Linked DNA regions of Bos taurus: region 2 is linked to region 1. The links are chromatin contacts, called in public Hi-C maps. All regions are on one chromosome and are shown on one strand. The core of a region is the stretch at or near the end of the contact, and the rest is flanking DNA. Distances in the headings are between cores, read along the strand shown.

Region 1 (3,556 bases), core at 753-3,252:
TGTTCATCACCAACTCCCAGAGTTCACCCAGGCTCACGTCCATCGAGTCGGTGATGCCATCCAGCCATCTCATCCTCTGTCGTCCCCTTCTCCTCCTGCCCCTGATCCTCTGATCCCTCCCAGCATCAGAGTCTTTTCCAATGAGTCAAATCTTTCTATGACATGACCAAAGTACTGGAGTTTCAGCTTTAGCATCATTCCTTCCAAAGAACACCCAGGACCGATCTCCTTTTGAATGGACTGGTTGGATGTCCTTGCAGTCCAAGGGACTCTCAAGAGTCTTCTCCAACACCACAGTTCAAAAGCATCAAATCTTCGGCGCTCAGCTTTCTTCACAGTCCAACTCTCACATCCATACATGACCACTGGAAAAACCATAGCCTTGACTAGACGGACCTTTGTTGGCAAAGTAATATCTCTGCTTTTGAATATGCTATCTAGGTTGGTCATAACCTTCCTTCCAAGGAGTAAGCGTCTTTTAATTTCATGGCTGCAATCATCTGCAGTGATTTTGGAGCCCCCAAAAATAAAGTCTGTCACTAGGTGGGCATACTCCCAAGCATTTCACTTTTCAGGCGCGTTGCCCATAAACAGTTTGGCAGCAGAGGGCGCTCTTCAGTTAAAATCCGAAGTTCTTTTTCAAAAAGCTTTTAGATACATACTCGCTGCATCCAAGTAACATAAGTTACAAGAGTGTTGTAGAATAACAAGAGTCCTATGAGTTTTGAGTTTGATATAGGGGGAAAGGACATTTATGAAACATAATTGAATGAGACCTTAGATTTTTGATCAATGCTTAGTTTCTTCTAATGAACGTATTTGATTCACATCACTAACATTTTCTGAGGACCGACTCGGTGTAAGACACCAACATACACTTCTAGCGTCTTCTCAGGATACTGTTACGGGAAGACTTGGACCCTTACCATGTGCTTTCTGCACTTTAAAGGCAGGGCATTTTAAAACAAAATGAGGAAACTGAAAGTCATCGTATTTATCACATTCAAAAGTAAGGAATTTACTATGCTGTAGATTTTACCTAGAATGTTTGGAACAATCGGCAGCCACAGTTCCTATTCTCAGATTACATCCTGAAGATAAAACTATTTTCATAACATCTGAATACTAATATAAAACAATATCTGCTTATTTATCTACATTTATCTCCCGCGATCAATAGCATCTTCTCAACAGAATCCCGAGTGCCAATATTCTCCGCAACGTCGGATTGCTTCCCGGATTCCAAAGCGTGGTCTTTCCCCACCCTCCTGACCCTCTCTGCCACTATCCGCCTCCCCAGAGGCAACCAGCTCCGGCCAGGGCCAAGTAGCTGAACATTTTGAGTTTTTACAAGAGAATCTTTCCCCCTAGCTTCTTATCGATGAATGGGTGTTTGGTGTTTTTTTTTTTTTTTTTTTTGAAAACTTAGCTTTAAACCTCTTTCATTTCCAGAACACTCCTGGTTTGGTTTTCAAACTAACGAGGTCTGACTAGTGATCATGCAAAAAGCCTTTTTTGAACACCCCAAGACGCAAGTCATTGGACAGGGCTCTGGCTGCGTGTCCAAGGTCTCACGTGATGCCTCCGCGAGCCACCCAGCGCATCTGTTCGGGTGAAACCCTTCAAACTTTTTCTTTCTGTGTTTGAAAAGCAAAATGACCCGGTCTAAAGGCGCCGGCCTTCGGGTGCGCAAAGTTGATCCTTCTGGGAGGCGGCCGGCCTCCCGGAAGACCGCCGCATGACTCAAGACTCGAAATGTTCCGGAGTTCAAGTCACTCTGGACGTCGCCACCACCGCTTCGCACTCGTCGCGAAGCCGCGCGGCCGCCACCCAGCGGTCCCCGCCCGCCGGCCCCGAGCGGCCCTCGCGCCCGCTGCGGGGGAGGGGCACGCTCGGCTGAGGTCGCCGCCCGGTTGAGCAATCCGGCTATGCAAATAGCGGGGTTACGACAGCCAATCGGAGGCCGGTTTTGCCGTGACGCGCGCGCCGAGCGCCTGTAGTATTTATAGATCGTATTTAAAGAGCCCTTGGGAGTCTCCCCGGGCTCGGCTGGGCGGTGGCAGCGGCCGCGGAGCTGCAGTTGGCCCGGCGCGAGTGAGGTGGCGGGGCGGTCGCTGCCGGTCCTTTCCCTGTGGGGGTGTGGGGCGTGGAGAAGCGTCGTAGCACGTTCCGTAGTAAATAGTTTTTACCCACTTCCCAGCTCGGTTTCTGGAGAAGGGGAGGAAATGCTGCCGCTCCGACCATAGTTTTGCTGAAAACAAAGCTAGGGATTTGGCATCTCAAAGCACGGGGTGGAGATGGGGGTGGGGGTGCAGAGAAGGTTTGAGCCGACCCCGCCCCGGCCCCACATTTGAGCCACAAACCGACGCCTGTTTCCTGGTGTTGGGCTGTGTGTAGAGGCGGCCTTCCTGGGGGGAGGGGAGAACAATACCGCCTGAAAAGCCAAAAGTCGTGGAATTTGGGGGCGGGGTGTATTCGTGGAAAATAAACTGCAGGATAGTGGTGGTGATTATCTTGGCGTTCAATCCATTGATCCTCAGACTTACCGGCCAGCGAGCTGCACACTGCAGTGCGAAAGCAGGAAACTGACATTACGTCAGAGGAGAGAAGAGACCCAAACTGCAAGGGCTGCATCTGCAGAGCTGGTTGTTTCTCCTCGGAGGGGTTCTGCGGGCCCGGGGTGCTGCCCCGGGAGAGGCGCTGCGGGCTCTCCAGCGGAGGGCAGGCGTTGGGGGCGCTCGGGGAATTCCTGGCCTGGGCCGTCCCACGTTGCCCTCACCAGCGGGCTATATAGGAGCCACGACTAATTCCTTTTAAAGATAGCCCCGCGCTTAGCTGGACGTCCTGAAATCCAGGAGGGAGGGGCCAGGGAAGCGCACCAAGTGTCCCCTGCTGTCCTTAGCTTAGCGCGAGCTGAAGTCCATCAGAGGAAAGCAGGTGGTGGGGGGAGGGGGTTCCCAGGGAGTCACCAAGGGTTCCAGCCATGTGCAGAACCTGACAGTTTCTCCGCACCTTATCAGGGGTTTTGTTTTCTCGATATTGAGTGCCGTGGTCACCAGAAACTTGCTCTCTGCCAGGGACCTAGCTCCTGAGGCCTTGCCACTGCTTCTTAGAAATCTCTTGAGGACAGACACGCAGCAGGAGAATAGCGTCCATTAGTACATTCTGTCTCTTGGAAGACATTGAGGAGTTTGGCGCTGACCTCACCTGCTCCCTCATTCCTGGCTCAGGGTCATCACAAGGTAACCGCAGTAACCAGTTCTCCTGGGCTCACGGCCCACTCCATCGGTGAGCCGAGCTTAGCTCAAAAAAGATTGGTGACAGCAGCCAAAGATGATCGTTCCTGCTGGGTCCTGAGTGCTTTGGCAGGCTATCTCATTTAATTCTCACAATAACTGGATGGGGTGAGTACTGTGAGCCGCATTTTGCAGATAAAGAAACAGATTCTGAGAATCAGTGTGTCTTCTGCGGATGGGACCCGTGCAGTCTGACGCCAAAGCCTGCACAGTCTGTGGGGGCAGGGAGCTGGCTTTGATCGGGGCACCTTCCAGGCTCA
Region 2 (3,723 bases), core at 1,028-3,527, 180 kb after region 1:
CTGTTTAATTCCTGGCAAAGAGCATAGCTCTATTTAATTCACAATTTGTAAAAGCTTTTAGAATGTGGGTTAAATTGTCTTTAGCTGTTTTTTTTTTTTTTAACAAATTATGCATAAAAAAGGACCTGCCCAGCAAAAAAGTAGCTGCTGTGACCAAGATAAATTTGTCCCATTCCTTGATATATTAACTTTTATGAGCTGAGGAAATGTTTTATTACTGCATACTGACCTTTAGGCATTTAAGTTTACTTTAGCCTTTAGGAGAAACAGGTTTCCTTGGGTGAACTGGTGAAAAATTTAAATGCAGCAGGGACCTGGGGCTGCTCCTTAACTCTGCATAAAGTCATGGAAATTACTGTTTTTATAAAGAGCCAAATGAGAGTTAGGGACTGTGAGAAGTTCCTTATCATTCTAAGAAACCTGGATGGGGGTGGGCATACAATCCACATTGATAGCTCTTTCCCAATGACTTGTGGGCCAAGACTTAACCAACTCCAGTATTGGGTTAAGTGAGAAGGCAATGGTAACCAACTCCAGTATTCTCCTCTGGGAAATCCGAGGGACAAAGGAGCATGGGCGGGGCTACAGTCCATGGGGTTTCGAAAGAGTAAGACATGACTTTGTGACTAAACAACAACATCATCGTGCCTAAAGCTATTACTGATCACTCTTCCCCATGAAGTTCAGATTTGACTCAAACAGATGGAGCACATTTCCCCAAAGTAGTTAAGCCTAAAAAGCTTCACACTAAAATTTATCCCAACACACTTGGCTGCACCAAAGGATATGTAATCCGAGAGTCAGGTGGCAAGAGATTTTGCCCCCAAAGCTGGTATTCTGCTTGGTTGAGGCCTACCTAGAAGCCAGATTATAAAAGTGAGTTGAAAGAAGATGGTCATGTATGTTCAGAGGGGCTAGGAACTGCACCTGTCTGGAGGTAAAAGTGAACAGAGGAAATGGGCCTTCTTATTCTTGCAGGCTGTAAGACTAGTAGAGGAGAACTATATAAGCCCACTGGTATAATCTCATAGCAGAGCAGTCGCCTAGAACACAGTCTAGCATGTTCTAACACATCCATAGCAAATCCTCCTCCCTGGGGGGAATTTGGTGGAAAGAGAACTTGAGCAAGTCTCTCCCCTGAAATCCTATGATATCAAAATTATTTATGATTACCATCCACACTTCCTTACTCCCATCAGAGCTGACTGAAGTTCTGTAATCGTAAACATTAGTAGTTTGACTGAAAAACAAAAGCTTAGTTCCATACCAGCTTCGGAACTCTATATCAAGTCGACATTAAGAGGTTTTTAATCTTGCTACCAGGGATGTGAAGGTGAAATGTCATAGCTATGACCAATCTGGATTTCTGTGGGGAGAATAACACTTTAACCTACAAAGACTAGCTCAGTCAGAAATACTTATTTAATAATACCTTTGGTCAACGAAATTGCAAGAGACAGCGCATTATAAAATTACAATCAGATGAGAAATGGTGGCAAGAATTTTAAAGCATTTCACGTCTTGTCAGGCTAAAATGGGGTTTAAGCCTAAACGGGGTTTAGATCTAAATTCATACGGAATTCAGATACGCTTTGGAAGGTTAATTTCTCAGTCTCTTAATTTCTTCTAGTTTTCCTGTTGGTCTAAGCTGCCAGAGTTTCTTCATGTTGGTAGACCGACATTCGAAGGGTTGTGCTACCGGTTAGTACACTGTGACCTTGACTCTGGGCACAGAATTTAGCGCGTCTTGCTGGGTCTCTGAGACCTCCACCAGTAAGGAATACGTTACCAGGAACTGCTTCAAATTATTTCCAGTTCTTGTTTAGAGCTCCTCTTGAAAAAACAAAACAAAACAAACACCAAAAAACAGCATATACCTTGATAGCTCAGGTAATAAACAACCAGGTGCAGGGAGAAGAATCTGAAGGTCATTTAAAAATAAACAACCCTCTGGGAGCCAATTTATTTACCTCTTTTTCTAAACTGCCAATCGAGCCCGGCCCCCCGCTGGTCTAAGCGGTGACGGCCCAGGAAGCCGACCCGGTGTCAGCTACTTGACCCAGTCGCGTAGCCGGCGGCCCCCTTCCTTCTCGAAATCCGCAAAGAAAGATTCGCCCCAGCAAATCTAGGGAAACAGGGAGAGGGGCTGTCAACGTCGGAAGACGCACACAAGCCCTTTTTCTACACCTGTTGGTCCTCGCCCAGAGCATACCGCCTCCAGACTGAAGCGTCCGGAAAACAAAATAAGACTCCCCAGCGCGGCACTCACGCACTTTCCGGCACGCCGCAGCCGTAAACGCAACCCTCAGCTCCAACGCTGGAGGCTGTCGACCGAGGCGGGCGGCAGGCTGTAGTGGGGCGGAGCAACCTGTCAGGGAAGTGGGTAGGGCGCCGTCCGGAAGAACCCCAGCGCGACTGCGCGAACCAAACGCGAGGCTCTCCGCAGCGGCCCTGGGGCGCCAGTGGGCGGGGCTTGTCGTCCTGACAACGAGGGAGCGTTTGTCCACACAACCCAGAGATCACACTTGGCCGACTACCGAGGTCGTGTATGCATCAGCATGGTGAGCAGGGAACGTAGGGGAGCAGGGTCAAGGGGCGATCATTGATGCTCCTGCGCCGTGTTAAATGATATGGCAAGAGCCCGTCATATTTTATTAGAGGAGAGCGAGTCGGTTTAGGAAAGACCCCATATCCTTAGGGGGGATGGACCTCTCCTGAAGTATGGCCTTCCATTCGGGGTCAGATGGACCGAAGAGAGAGTCCAGACCGGTTTCTGCAAATGGGGAATGGCCAGTTTGTGGTGTTTTAATCAGATCAGCTGATGTTTTAATCTCCAGCTGCTGCTAAATTCAAATATTCGTCTCAATTTAGTTACTCTTAGTCGTGATAGACATTCCTGTGAAATTGCTTTTTTTTTTTTTTTTAATTGCAGCTTGGTGGAAATGCATAGGTTTTGTTTTTTTTTTTTTTTTTGGCCACCTCAGCAATTAATTGAAAGCTGCTGCAGTTTACTCTGCTTTGAAAAGTTGTTTTGTGTGGTCTTTTGTGGAAACTTGAATTGTTTTGTGATTCAGAGTATGCAGCCTGCCTGGTGTTTAAGTATGATAAAGCTTCTTGTTTTGTTTTTCTGCACTCTTCAGCTGTCATGTCTTCTCCAGGAACACAGACCAACATGTAGCTATAACATGTTCTCGTTTCCCATTTTCTTAAACGTGATTTCCATCTTCTCCAGTGATTAAAACTAGATGAAAGTGGAAAGTGTAATTAGTTAATTATTTAATTCATTAATTAAGGGAAAATATGGAGCATACTCTTTGTGCTTGGCACTAAACTGAAACGAAGTACACAAAGGTGATAATTACAATCTCTCCCTTGTATGGAAGACAGACTTAGCAAATTAATTACAATACAGTTTTATAACTGTAATCATTGAAGTGACTACGATGGAGTAACACAAAGATGGGAATGTTAAAATTAGGGCGGGAGAGGAAAGGGGGATGGGAAGAGCAGAGCAATGCTTTTCAAGCTGTGTTTTAAAGTATGATGAATTTGCCGGAAGTAATGAGAAGAAACAGAGTGTGGAGAGCGTTTATGTCAGGAAGAACAGAAAGTAAATGGATTTTAAACTGACTTAAAGCTGCTGATAACTTAAGGGAATAGGCACCTATTTATTATTTTCCAACCAGTACACAAGTCTCTTGTTTTTAGATCCCTTTGGCAGTC

What was found. Hi-C and Micro-C count contacts between places; a contact is called where the count stands out from the background.
Region 2: a Hi-C map of liver shows a contact between it and region 1, with 4 times the contacts expected there. The contact joins the promoter of ETFRF1 here to the enhancer-like site in region 1. A contact is called at or near these places in 2 of 11 Hi-C or Micro-C datasets (liver and an unstated tissue).

The regions. Positions count from the first base shown.
Region 1 is chr5:84,615,564-84,619,119 of ARS-UCD2.0, forward strand. No RefSeq gene overlaps it. Among named protein-coding and RNA genes, the nearest start is that of KRAS, 130 kb to the right of the region's middle. Within about 2 kb of position 2,003, at least 94 of the 102 cell types and tissues checked have an H3K27ac peak or open chromatin away from gene starts, as enhancers often do. A contact at or near this core is called in liver, where this site is marked.
Region 2 is chr5:84,796,967-84,800,689 of ARS-UCD2.0, forward strand. ETFRF1 (electron transfer flavoprotein regulatory factor 1) reads right to left here and starts at 2,278. Exons shown (of 3, transcript NM_001114860.2): 1 at 1,971-2,278. It overlaps DNAI7 (dynein axonemal intermediate chain 7), which reads left to right and starts at 2,506. Exons shown (of 15, transcript NM_001046282.2): 1 at 2,506-2,561. The coding sequence starts at 2,559.